Regions from separate parts of the Pan troglodytes genome. Here region 2 is linked to region 1. The links are chromatin contacts, called in public Hi-C maps. All regions are on one chromosome and are shown on one strand. Each heading gives the region's core, a stretch centred on a gene start, on an enhancer-like site or on the middle of the called end of the contact. The rest is flanking DNA. Distances are from core to core; before and after follow the strand shown. Region 1 overlaps PLCB1 (phospholipase C beta 1). Region 2 has its middle 190 kb from the start of PLCB4.

Region 1 (6,767 bases), core at 3,182-5,681:
GAAACCTCATATCTACTAAAAATACAAAAATTAGCTGGGCATGGTGGTGCAGGCCTGTAGTCCCAGCTACTTGGGAGGCTGAGGCAGGAGAATTGCTTGAACCCAGGAGGCAGAGGTTGCAGTGAGCCGAGATCACGCCACTGCACTCCAGCCTGGCGACAGAGCAAGACTCCGTCTAAAAACAAAAAAAAGAACGAAGCAGCCTGGCCCTAGAACTCATATGCTCTAAACCACTACTCTAAACCAGCTCTTTAAAACACGTAAGTGTAAATGTGCACAGATTTCAATTTAGAGCTGTGTGACTCCCAGCAGATTTCTTTTTTCTTGAGCAAAGGAGATGCCACTGTGAATATTAATGTCTGTCATAGCCAGAGCAGACACTCTTCAGCTTTTGGGCAAACTAAAATGCTCAAAAATACCCACAGGCACAACATTTTCTAATCGTGCTTCCAGAGCCAGGCAGTGTGTTCATGCATGTAAGACGCTGTATAAATGTAGGTAGTAGCACCAATAGTGCTCATGAATTATGGATGAAGAGGAACATCCAGAGTCAAACATTCCTGAGAAAGCAGACCAGGCTCCCTTTACTGGGTTAGGAAAAGATAAAAGGCTAAACTTCCCAAGGCAGTTGACTGGTGATTTTTCATTCTAACATCTGAAAAAATAGGAATAAAGTTGCTATGGTTTGAATATATGTGTCCCTTCAAAATTCATGCTGAAATTTAATCCCTAGTAAAACAGTATTAAGTGAGGACTTTACGAGGTTTAGGTCATGAGGGCCTTACCTCCATGAATGGGGATAGTGCCCTTATAAAAGGGCTTGAGGGAGCCTGCTTTGCTCTTTTTGCCCTTCTGCCATGTGAGGACACAGCAAAAAGGTATCATCTTGGATGCAGGAGATGAGCCCTCACCAGACACCAAATCTTCTGGTGCCATGGTCTTGGAATTCCCAGCCTCCAGAACTGTGAGAAATAAATTTCTATTAATTATAAATTACCTGGTCTAAGATATTATGTTATAGCAGCAGGAATGAACCAAGACAGCAGCCTATTTCAGAAGCCTGTCTCTGATACTCCTATTCCAACCAAAATCTTTAAGCCAGAGATCGCAACCAGTAACCTGGCTGAATAATCCACAAACATGGTTTATTGTACTCACACATTGTTATAATGTTTTTTTCTTAGTGTTCTTTCATCTTCTTGTTGAACAGGATGCCAACTTTAAAAATAAGGAGATATCCTTTAAAAATGTTTCCTTGCTTTATTTGAAATGTTCAAAGACCTGGCTCACTGGGGCCATGTTCCAATGGACTTGGCAGCAATTAGCTGGATCTGAGGAGTGGAATCCCCGATTAGATGACCTTGTGTGCTCCCTTTAGCCACAGTCACCATCACTGTTTGTTACCTTATACTCACATACCACCACTGACTACCACCAGTGCTTTTCACTCTTTTTCTTTACCTCTCTTCCTCCTAAAGTCATTTGCATTTAATAACTGCTAATTTCCTGTTATTCAAGGTCCCTAGCAATTTATGATATATGTGTTTGCTTATATAAACTTGCTTCAACAGGCCACAGTAACCTAGGAGATAGTCATTGCTTGAAGATTTATACTGGGCTGCAAAATAACCCTGAGTGTCTACTCAACTTTCAGTTCGAAGTGCCTTATCCTGTATGGTAGTGGGTTACTTTTTGCATGCCAACTCCATCATATGGTAGCAGATGCCTGGGACGTTTTGTTGATAAGGATTCCAAGGCTATCTAGATGGCCTGGAAGTACCACTAAGATTGATTAGTGATGTCTGCCATAGTCACCCCAGCTGCTGCTATCCATCAGAAGTCATCAGCCCTGTGCTTCCATCTCCATTTCTTTTTTTGTTTTTTTGTTTTTTTTCATTTTTTTCATTTTTTTCATTCTGAGTGTCATCATTTAGGAGACTCACACAAAAGTAAGAGAATCTTTCTAGGGAAATGTTCCCTTTTCCTTGCTTGAACTGAAGTTGCAATTTAGAGGCAGTTACCCTTAACCCTGGCATTTTTTTCCCCCAGTACAAGTGTTCATAGAAGCACCACATGTAACAGGCAAAAGCTGGAAACAACCTAAATGTCCGTCAACAGTGGAATGGGTAAATGAAGTGTGGTGTATTCACATACTTTATAGCAATTTTTAAAAACCCAACTACAGCTATCTACAACAACAAAAAAAGAAGCCAGATGCAAAGAACTATAGACTGTATGACTGTTTATATAAAGTTGCAAAACAGAAAAACTAATCTCTGTGTTGACTGACGTCAGAATAGCTGTTACTTCCGGATGGAGGTAGTACTGACTGGGTTGGAGCACGAGGGAAGTTTCTGGGGTGTTGATAATGTTCTGTATCTTGACACAAGTGGTAATTTCATAAATTCTGTAAAAATTTGTCAAGCTGCATACTTTTTATCTGGGCATTTAATTTTTTCCTGAGGCTATCTTATATGGACTAATAACCTACTTTATTTTATTTATATAACTAATTGTCATGAGCATACTATTGGATTTATTTCCTTATGTGCCCAAAGTTCCTTTGATAAATACTTTTTTTTAATTTTGTGATTTTTCAGAAAATTCAATATGCACATGTTTTCATATCATCTGTAAATTCATGCATTCTGTGGAAGTTGTTTTAGAGATGCTTCCACTTTCCAGGTGGTGACACTCACCTGACCTGCCTGACACTCATGTCCCCAATGGTCATGGGGGCTGCCACACTGTAAACTGACATAAGGTAACTTCTGACCACCACTCAGGGGCAGTAACAAAATCAGAGGTCACTTCATGACACCTGGAGCCAGCCAGGGGCTATTGGATGTGATCATTCTGGTATACTGTGCTTCTGTTACCTGTAGGATCTAGCATTGGTGAGGTAAGATGGTTGGTAAATATTATAAGAAAACAATAAACATTACAAACCAGGAAAGAGTTGAGAAAATCGGAGAGCAAACTATGCTTTTGGAGATTTGTGGGGGCCTCTGGCACTTTCCAATCTTAGGATGTAAAAGTGAGCCTTCTCACACTAAGCCAATTAATCCAAGAAGTGAGTGCCTCCTTATTCACTGTGTGCCCCTTGTCTGTGACTGACCCTCTACTGATGTGGCTTCTGTGGACGAAGGAAAGGTTAGAAGAGCAGATTTCCCAGGACCACAGGCCCATCTTAAGGAGGCTGGGATATGGCTAGTGGGAGTTCTGCCTTCCTCCACTTCTTGGGACAGAGGCCCTGATGTCAGTCCTGGAATATCAGGAATAAGGTAACTCAGAGTAGTTTCTGTCATTAGACTCAGACTGGATTGGACAGAATTGGTTTTGCTCAACTCTGTCCTGGAGGATTGTTTTGTGGATGATGAAAAGGAACACTTTGTAACACAGCAATTTTCTTAGGTTCTTCAATTAGGAGTTAGAAAAATGATGGATCTTTCTTTTGGGAGACCAGCAAAAAGATATTGGCTAATGTCAGTAGGTACAATTTAGAAATGACACTTAGTAACCCCAGATGTGGCTGAAATGACAGAATAATTAGGAGGCAGAGATAAAACCTGACAGCAGGAATGAACTGAGACAGCAGCCTATTTTGCAACTTTATATAAACAGTCATACAGTCTATAGTTCTTTGCATCTGGCTTCTTTTTTTGTTGTTGTAGATAGCTGTAGTTGGGTTTTTAAAAATTGCTATAAAGTATGTGAATACACCACACTTCATTTACCCATTCCACTGTTGATGGACATTTAGGTTGTTTCCAGCTTTTGCCTGTTACATGTGGTGCTTCTATGAACACTTGTACTGGGGGGAAAAATGCCAGGGTTAAGGGTAACTGCCTCTAAATTGCAACTTCAGTTCAAGCAAGGAAAAGAGAACATTTCCCTAGAAAGATTCTCTTACTTTTGTGTGAGTCTCCTAAATGATGACACTCAGAATAAGACGCTTTCTTCTCCTTCCACAGTCCCCTGTGCTGAGGCATTTTATGTGATTGTGTGTGTAATCTTCAAAGCGTTATTCAACAAAGAAGCGCTGTTCTCCCAAGCTCTAACCATTTACTCGTAATGGGCATATAGTATTTCGAGTGCTGTACTTTACTATTTCACCACTAGAGGGCAAGAGGAGCCCCACAATGCTTGACATTGCCAGATCTGCAGTCAAAATGATTAATCATGAGGCAAAAACAAGAAGCCAGAGGGAAAAAAGGAAGAGCTCACAAAGGCAAAATAAGCATCCATAAACTTAAACTTTCCTGGGTAGGGAAGATCTGAAAAATGTCACCCATGAGCCACTTTCTAACACTCGTTCCATCTTTCTTTTTCCAGTGTGCAAAACTCAATTGCACAGTCCTCAGTTGCTGAAACTACCACCCAACAGGGTGGGACTAGATCAGGCAGACAGATCTCAGAGGGCATTTTTTTTTTTTAGCACTGCCTAGAGCCTTGGTTATTAGGAAGTCGAGAATCTTGCAAAGCTCCCAGGCCTCAGGGGCTCTGAACAAGCAACAGAGAGTTCTGTGATTTCTTCTTCATTCTAAGTAATATTTCTTCCAGTAACACCATGGTGTTTACTAAAATCAAGGCACTAATGAGTAAGGCTACCAGCCCCAACACCTCTCCTTTTTCTCCTGTTCTCCCTGGGTCCAGGCCCTTCTACCTGCCACAAACTTAATCAAGATTACAGAATGGAGATGTGTTGTTTTTTGCAAGGGGAGGGGAGTAGGGAAATTAATTACGAAGCCAAGTTGCTGTTAAACTATTTATAATAAATTTCTACTGGAAAAGGACCTTTGGCTGACAATCGTTTTCTTCTGCCTCGGCATGACCAAATACAGTAAGAATTCAAAAGGAGAACTGAAAAGCGAGGAAGAGCCCACAGCTGGAGCAGTCTGTTTTCACGTCTCCACGCTGGCGAACGACAAACTCGGCAAGGAGCCTCCTGTGTATTTCCTGTCCTCGTTATCTCAGTTCTTGCTCTGAAGGGCTAAGAAGCCTTCACCGTTAGCCAAGACTCCTTCGTGCTTCAGCTTAATTTTCCTTGCATAATTTTAAATACAGATCATGTCTACAGTACAGCAATTAATGGATAGCCTAAAGACTTATTATTTCAAACTAATTGATATGTAGGAAAAGTTTAAATAACATAACGGAGAGGGGAAATTTTAAACGATGTATGCACAATGAATTTAAAATTTCTCTCTGTTGCAGATGGTAGCAAAAACATATGATTAATAGGGGGATGTGATCAAAATGTAGAACTAACTTGGAAATCTTTCTCTTTTTGATATCCTTGAGCATATGATTGGAAGGAAGAAAGATTCTGACATTTCAGAAATGGGGTAAGGGGTGCAGGGGAGAGCAGATTCTTCCCCCCAACTCACCCGCACCAATTCTAGGGAGTTATCTCACAAGATAAAAGAACACCTGAGTATATTTTGAGTTGTGCTGTTAGGTAAGAAATAAGAAATGGGAGGAGGATGCCATTATTTCCGTTCTAACTCTTTGGCCAAATCCCCCTCTTGAGATAAACTTGAGAGAGAAGTCTACAAAGACCAAGTTCACCCAGCTGCAGCAGAACCTGTTCCAAGTCACCAGCACTCCCAGACCCAGGATTCCCTCCAAATCCTAAGAAATGTGCTGTGATTAATCACCTCACTGACACACAAAAAAACAAAAGTCTTTCTAATTTCCCCATTCACATTCCAGCAAGTTTAATAGGAAAGTTTAGAAAACTCATCTGAAGAAAGAATACTCTTCAAATGGGAGAGAGCAGGAACATTTTGTTCTAAGAAGGGATTGAGACCTAATGATGCCAGACAACATTTTAAATATCAGAACACAGCATTTGTAAGAAAATAGAATTTGCTTCAACCATAAACCATAAGGGGGGAAAACTACCTTTAAAATGTATTTTCTTCATATCAAATTCATGTCATAAGAATATCTGAATGACTTCTGGCCAAGTCACTTAAATTTTGTGGTCTTCAGTCTTTTTGGTCTTCTCAAATGTAAAATTTGCCACAGACTGGTTATTTTTTAGAACCCTTTCTTCCCTTCTGTTCTCCTACTTTATTTAGGTAGCTCTACACACAGATTTTGAAAATTGGATGAACAACCTCCTTCTCATTGGTCCATGCAAGACCATATTACTGTATTTATAATGTAATACACACCCATATACACCACAAAAACTACAATACTGGTTTCTCCCCCCTCTGGTACCCTGGCCTTTCATTCTCCACCCTCTGCCCTTCAAGGCAACAATGAATCTGAAACGTGTGCATGTATATATTCCTGTTCTTTTATATTTACATGGTTATAGATATACATGTGCATATATATCATGCATGTGTATTCCTATAACACTTTATTTTTTTATCTTATTTGTTTTAACTTCATAAAAATAGTATCATATGGAGTATCATATTGAAATATGATAATGTAAGTTAAAGGACCATACTGAACCTACACTGTATAAAATTTGGGGGAGCCTACAATTTTTCACTTAAAAATATGTTGCTTACTTTGGGAGGCTGAAGCTGGTGAATCACTTGAGGCCAGGAGTTCGAGACCAGCCTGGCCAACATGATAAAACCCTGTCTATACTAAAAATACAAAAATTAGCTGGGCGTGGGGGCACACGCCTGTAGTTCCCAGCTACTGGGGAGGCTGAGGCATGAGAATTGCTTCAGCCAGGGAGGTGGAGTTTACAGTGAGCCGAGATCACACCACTGCACTCCAGCCTGGGCAACAGAGCA
Region 2 (6,767 bases), core at 2,283-4,782, 210 kb after region 1:
ATATATATATATAGAGAGAGAAAGAGACAGAGAGATTATATATATATTTACTTATATAGGTTATAAAACACTACTTAGCACTACTCAATGTTTTATATATATATATATATATATATATATATATATATATTTTTTTTTTTTTTTTTTTTTTTTTTTTGAGACAGGGTCTCACTCTGTTGCCCAAGCTGGAGTGCAGTGGACATGACCTTGGCTCACTGCAGCCTCCACCTCCCAGATTCAAGTGGTTCTCCCACCTGAGCCTCCTGAGTAGCTGGACTATGGGCACATGCCACCATACCCAGCTAATTTTTGTATTTTTTGGTAGAGTTGGGGTTTTGCCATGTTGGCCAGGCTGGTCTCGAACTCCTGACCTCAAGTGATTTGCCCACCTTGGCCTCCCAAAGTGCTGGGATTATAGGCATGAACCACCACACTCGGCCCAATGTTATATATTTTTAATATGCTATTGTCTATCTCCTGTGATAGTATCTAAGTTTCTTAGGGGCAATTATTTTTGTCTCTTGCTTATTTTAGTATCCTGGCCAAAGAGTAGTGCCTGGCACATAGAAGGTTTCAAAAAATTTGTTCAATGGGCCAGGCACAAACCTGTAATCCAAGCTCAATCCTTTGGCTCAAACCTGTAATCCGAGTACTTTGGGAGGCTGAGGCAAGAGGATCATGTGAACCCAGGAGTTCACAACCAGCCTAGGCAACATAGTGAGACTCTGTCTCTACAAAAAAATAAAATAAAAAAATTTACCAAAGTGTGGTAGCGCACGCTTGTAGTCCAAGCTACTGGGAGTGCTGAGGTGGGAGGATCACTTGAGTCCCTGGGTTTGAGGTTGCGGTGATGATGCCACTGCACTCCATCCTCGGCAACAGAGTGAGACCCTGTCTCAAAAAAAAAAAAAATTGAATGAATGACCATCTAATACGTCATCAAAGGCAGGGTAAGGGAATTTAGAATTTGGATTGAATTTAAGATTTAGAGAAAAAAATTATTTAATGTTTATACCTGAGTTGAGATTCCTTAATAAACACATTATTAGATTGAAGACTTAACAGTAACAACAAAGATTACTGTGACTTGGTTTACCAATATATAAAATGAAAGATAGGCTTAATCTACACAACTTTGAACTCTAAGGCAGGAGGGCTAGTTTTATGGAATCTGATGTGTGTGGTAGATTTTAAAAACAAAATACTACTCTATTTTGTGTCTCCTTTTATCAAAATTGAAGTTGATTTCTCCATGTTTTGAATCTGGGCATGGCCATGTGGCTTGCTTTGGCCAGTAGAACATTAGCAAGCAGAGGTATAAAATGCTATTTTAAATTGGGGCTTTCCTTCTTTTGCTGCTGGGAACTAGGAACTCACCATACGAAGAAGCCATATGGGAATACCCTGTCATCCTTGCCATCCGGATGAGGCTCCAAGCTCCGCATGTCTGCAGCTGCATGAGTAGGCCCAGGAGAACAACACTGCTCAGCTGATTTTAGCTCCAGTTACTGATTCACAGAATTGTGAGCTAATGAATAATTGTTGCTTTAGGCTACTATGTGTTGGTGTGGTTTGTTACACACTAAAGGCTAACTGATATAGTATGTTTGGGCATTATCTACTAATATTATGTTCTATTGTTAAAAACTGTCAAGACTCACAGCTTCAGCTCATCTGTCTGTGAGTGATACCTGGGGAATAGAGGAAAATACACAGGAAGCCCTGGAGAACTGGGTTTGAGCCTAGTGATGCTACTTCTTGGCCCTGTGACCTGGGGGCAAATTACTTAACCTTTTTGAACCTTGGTTTTCTTATACATATAAAAAAAAGAACAGGCCTAAAATACTGCCCTAACCTCTTGCAACTAAAATTCTATCTAAAGACAGCAACATCAGCATGGTGTGGGAACTTGTTAGAAATGCAGAATCTCTGATCCCACCCCAGATCTGCTGAATCAAAATCTGGAGTTTAACAAGATCCCCAGGCAACTTGTATGCCCATTACACACTGCCTTATCATGCTGGAATCACTCAAAATCACCAGATCCCTTTTTTTTTTCTTTGAGACGGAGTTTTGCTTTTGTTGCCCAGCGTGGAGTGCAGTGGGGCTATCTCAGCTCACTGCAACCTCCGCCTCCCGTGTTCAAGAGATTCTCCTGCCTCAGCCTCCTGAATAGCTGGGATTACAAGTGCCCACCACCACGACCGGCTAATTTTTTTTTTTTTTTTTTGTATTTTTAGTAGAGACGAGGTTTCACCATGTTGGCCAAGCTGGTCTCGAACGCCTGACCTCAGATGATCCACCCGCCTTGGCCTCCCAAAGTGCTGGGATTACAGGCGTGAGCCACTGCGCCCAGCCAAAATCACCACATCTTTAATATCCCTAACAGTGAAGAGCCACCAGCCTTTCCCTGGGATCTATCTTTCCTTTCCAATCTTGCGGGGAAACTTGGTCTGGGATATTTTTCTTGGCTTCTTCACAGGCAGACAGCTTCAGCTGCTGAGGAGCTTTTTTTCCAGGCTCAGCTAAAATTACAGCTTAGTAGTTGAGCTGGGGAGTGGTCAGTGGGGCCTCAGGTTCCTCTTGCTTAAGGATGCCCAGTTGGTTAAACTTTTGATGATTATTCCCCCCATCTCTTAGCCCTGCCTGGAAATGGCCAGGATGTGCCAGGGGAATGAGCCTTTTGCATCTACAACTGCCCCTGCCCATCAGAGCCTGGACTATTGTTTGCACACACATTCCCCCTCCATTTCTTACACTTCACGCCCCGTCTGGCCCTTTCTTTCCTCCTGGCCAGCCGGACCGGCTCAGGCGGCTGAGCATGCCTAGTGCAGCTGCGAGCATGGCCCCAGTCCCCAATGCGCAGGTGCCACGTCTCCGGGTTTTGGTGGCCGCCGGCCGGGAGAAGGAGGAGGCGGAGTGGGGAGGAGGGAGCCCTCCGGAGTCCGGGAGCAGCACGTTGTGAGGGTCCACACAAGGGTGATGCCAGACCGAACACCATTAGGGCCTGGGTGTGAGTGTGACTCGGAGGCACCTGGGGGCCGTTGTAGGGCCGGGAAAAGCCAGGAACTGGCTGGAGCAGCACCCCAGCATCCCAGGGACCAAAGTCTGGGGGGTTTGCATGTCTGAGGTTGCACTTGTGGGAAGACTTTTTGGAACCACTTAATCTCCGTGGCTCTGTGTAAGACCCGCGAAATAAAAAGAGGCAGTAGTACTCTTTGGAAGACTGTTTTAGGGATTAAATTAATAAAAAGCGTTTAGAACACTGCAGGACGCATTGTAGGCGTTGTATGGGTTTATGAAACCGAATATAAACAAATAAGCACGTCCCCCACCTAGCCAACGGCTTTGGGGGCCCCGTTCTGGCCAGTCCTGAGCCCCTCCACACGGCCCACGGCGGGCTGCGGGTCTCCCATACGAGGAGGGTGCCGCTCTTCTGCCCCCGCTCCCTGGGTTCTGCGCCCAGCGCCATCCCGTGCGTCCCCGAACCCTGGGCATGGGGCACATGCCGCGGGGAGCCGCCAGGGAGACCCCAGAGGAGCGCGCCGCGGGCCGGCTTCCCCGGATGCCCCACCCACCTCCTCTTGGCGCTGCCCACTACCTGGCTCGGCTGCTCGGCCCCCGGCTCGCGAGGCTGCGCCCCCGACCCAGTCGGCGCCCACTCCTCGCCCTGCGGGCTCGCGGCAACTGGGCGGCCGGCCCGGCCCCTGCCCACCCCCAGCCCAGCCCGGCGCGCCGCACTGGGCATGCTCCGTAGCCTGGGCAGGTTGGGGCTGCGAGGCGACAGCTCGGGCTCTGGAGCCGGGAGGCGAGAACGAGGAGGGAGGCTCGGGGGCAGGGGAGGAGGGAGCGGCTGGCCGCTGAGGGGCGGCGGGGCCCGGAGCGGGGGACGCGCAGGGCCCGGCGGTGGGCGGGCGGGTCGGCGCTGCCCCGTGGGCTCGCTGGGGAGCCACGGCGGAGACCCCCGCCCTCAACTGAGGTAAGGACCGCGCGGCGGGGAGACGGGGAGGCGGGGAGGCCAGGGAGGGGGGGCGGAGGCAGGCGGGAGGGCGGGACTGGGGTGCGCCGGGAGGGGGCTTGGCGGCGGCTCTTTATGGCGAGGAGGGGGTGGTGGCGCCGCGCCGGGAGCAGTAAGTGAGCTGCACCGCCAACAAGATCTCTCACACACAGACACACACACGCACACGCACACACGGGCGCGCACACACACGCGCGTACACACTGGGTCTCCAGGCAGCGGCCGTCGCCGCATCCCCGGCAGCAGCTCCAGGCAAAGTGACAGGTAGGAAAAGGCATTTCGGGTCCCGCCCGAGGATGCTGCCGCCCGCCTTGGCCCTCAGGGCTTGTTTGCTTTCCGCGGGTGCGTCCCGGACGCGCGCGCGCGCGCACCCGGATGCCCAGCGGGGACCCCGTGCAGGTGCCGGGTGCCAGGCGCCCTGTGCGCGCGGGAGGCAGGGGACCCAGACGCCATCCCCCTTCCCCTGTAGTCATCGCCTGCTGGGTTTCCTCAGACTCTCTCCAGACGTTCACCCTCTTCTGGGCTAGAAATAGCTCGGCTCGACGTGTACATGATTATTTTGGTTGGAAATAGTTGGCACCGTGCAACGCATGTAAATGTGTATGCGTGTGGATCTTCTTGCCTCTTCTGGGGAAATCATAGAAATGATTGACCGTTTCCACTTAAAACAACACTGACAGGCTTAGCACTCATTGGGGGCAGGGTTCGGGCCTCCTAAAAGCCTGTTAGTGAAGGAAATCCTTATTTTCAGAATTTTAAAGTTGCTTTTGCTTTAAACAATTAGACTCTGTATAGTACAATACTTCTGAGTGTAGACTTCGTATATGGTACTGAATCGAAGTATGGAAATATGGAATTCTCTAATTTCCAAGTGTGTTTAAGTGCAACTTTATCTAGAATCATAAAACTAGCATTTTCCTAGAGAGAAATACAACTGCCCACTATAGTTTCCATAAATATGGATATATCTGAAAGATGACCCTACTCTTCCAACTTTTTTTCCTCTTAACTTCTGTAGTGATTCTAGCTATTGTTCTAAAACATGTATTTGAAATTTAATTTTGGCCAGAATATTCAGGAAAGGTGTTTTTTTTTCCATATATGTAATACTTAGTGGTCTATATATTTAAGTTATAGGTATGTGGAGATAGCTGTTTAATAATTCTTTTTGTCTGGAAATAATGTTATTCAAACATAGGCAGCTATGTATCATTTTAAAATGATATTGAATTTCCCCTTAAAGAGAAATCAGATTTATAATGTAAACATGACCAGGAAAAGCAACTGGTGACTTTACCTGGGGAGGCTCCAAGGAGGTTAAGAAAGTATCTGAACAACTGTGTTTTTCAGAATAGAAAAATTGTGTGTGTGTTGCGGGGGAAGGTAAAATTTTAACTTTATTCTTTTATTGTTTTCAAGACGGCTGTTTTCAGAAGTGTGTGGTTGAACTGAGACCCTCATATTTTATACTCTTCAAATTTGAGTGGCCTCAGTTATAGAATCATACAGAAGATCAAAAGTCTAGCTCAGCAGGGGCATGTGGTGTAATCCCTCACTATCTGTGTTATGTAATCCAGAATGCTGTTTTTCATAGGACAGTCTTGCATGATCCTTAGCTGGTGTATCGATCTATTATATCATCTTCCTTTTGAACTGTAGTAGTTTAATAAATGATTGCCATCTTTGGAGAGCACCTGTTTTCATAAAAAATCACTTTTTGCAATGGCAAAACATTTTTATTGGCACTTTTATGAACGTAAGACTTGCTGCCAGACGAGTAACCTTTTGAATATGACGTATTATAACATATCTAAAGGTACCATGTGTTAGCTTATGGACTACACTTCCTTCCAACTATATTATTACTCAACAGTTGGAACTTAGTTTTGATTTAGTTTTGATGATATTACTACCCAGCTCTGAATTAATCGCTGTTGAAAATGCTGTTCTACAAGTAACTGTCAAAACAGAATTTCTAACTCCATTTGATCACTGGGTGCACATTTAAATCTGTCGGAATAACTCCACCTTTATTTTGCAAATGCATACCCACGCAGAAAGCTTTGTTCTAAAATACTCTATTGGAAGTTTTATATTTGTATGCCTGAAAATGTGAGTGATGTTAAACTGCTTACATGTCCTGGAATCGTGAGGCGGTGTGTTTTTGCCTTATGAGATAAAGAAATATATGGTAGTTGAAAAAGTGTTACAGGTTACCAAAAACCTTTTGCAGGGAAAGATTTTAAAAATTTGTATCACCTCTGCAATATTTCAACCACAGCAGAGTCCATTCAGTGCCCGTAGCACAGCTAGTTTGCCTTTCCCAAGATTATACACAACTGTCTTCAGATTAATGTATACTGCTGACTTTGGCAACATGGGACAGTTATATTTGGCAATTTCAGTAAACATGGTATTTTCCTAAGATACCACTAACTTCATTTTGGGGTTTGATTTATTAAGAATTGAAATGTTTGCCTGGTATTCATCTTTACCCCACCCTGTAAGTAAAATTGAGGTAAAAGTGAGCTTCAGGGCTGCTGTGCTGTTTTCCTTGTGATCACATTAGCATGCTAATTTGTGAAAGGATGTTACAATATAAGTGAAATTAGCTTCTGAGTTTAGTGTCTGAATTTTCATCCCCAGTTTTTCAGATGTAGCTGGAAAACTCAAATAACAGAATTAATGAAAAAATTTTGCAGATTATTAAAAAAAATTAGTAATTAGCTGAGTTTGATTTCTTATTTTG

What was found. A called contact is a pair of places that touch in the nucleus more often than the background predicts.
Region 2: a contact with region 1 is called in a Hi-C map of induced pluripotent stem cells, with 1.4 times the contacts expected there. The contact joins two enhancer-like sites. A contact is called at or near these places in 3 of 7 Hi-C or Micro-C datasets (blood, induced pluripotent stem cells and stem cell-derived neural progenitor cells) and 1 of 1 datasets of contacts at active chromatin or transcription factors (stem cell-derived excitatory neurons).

What each region holds. Positions count from the first base shown.
Region 1 is chr21:15,395,285-15,402,051 of NHGRI_mPanTro3-v2.0_pri, forward strand. All of the region lies in intron 32 of PLCB1 (phospholipase C beta 1), which reads left to right. Among named protein-coding and RNA genes, the nearest start is that of PLCB4, 410 kb to the right of the region's middle. Within about 2 kb of position 4,432, at least 6 of the 24 cell types and tissues checked have an H3K27ac peak or open chromatin away from gene starts, as enhancers often do. A contact at or near this core is called in induced pluripotent stem cells, where this site is marked.
Region 2 is chr21:15,610,444-15,617,210 of NHGRI_mPanTro3-v2.0_pri, forward strand. No RefSeq gene overlaps it. Among named protein-coding and RNA genes, the nearest start is that of PLCB4, 190 kb to the right of the region's middle. Within about 2 kb of position 3,533, at least 20 of the 24 cell types and tissues checked have an H3K27ac peak or open chromatin away from gene starts, as enhancers often do. A contact at or near this core is called in induced pluripotent stem cells, where this site is marked.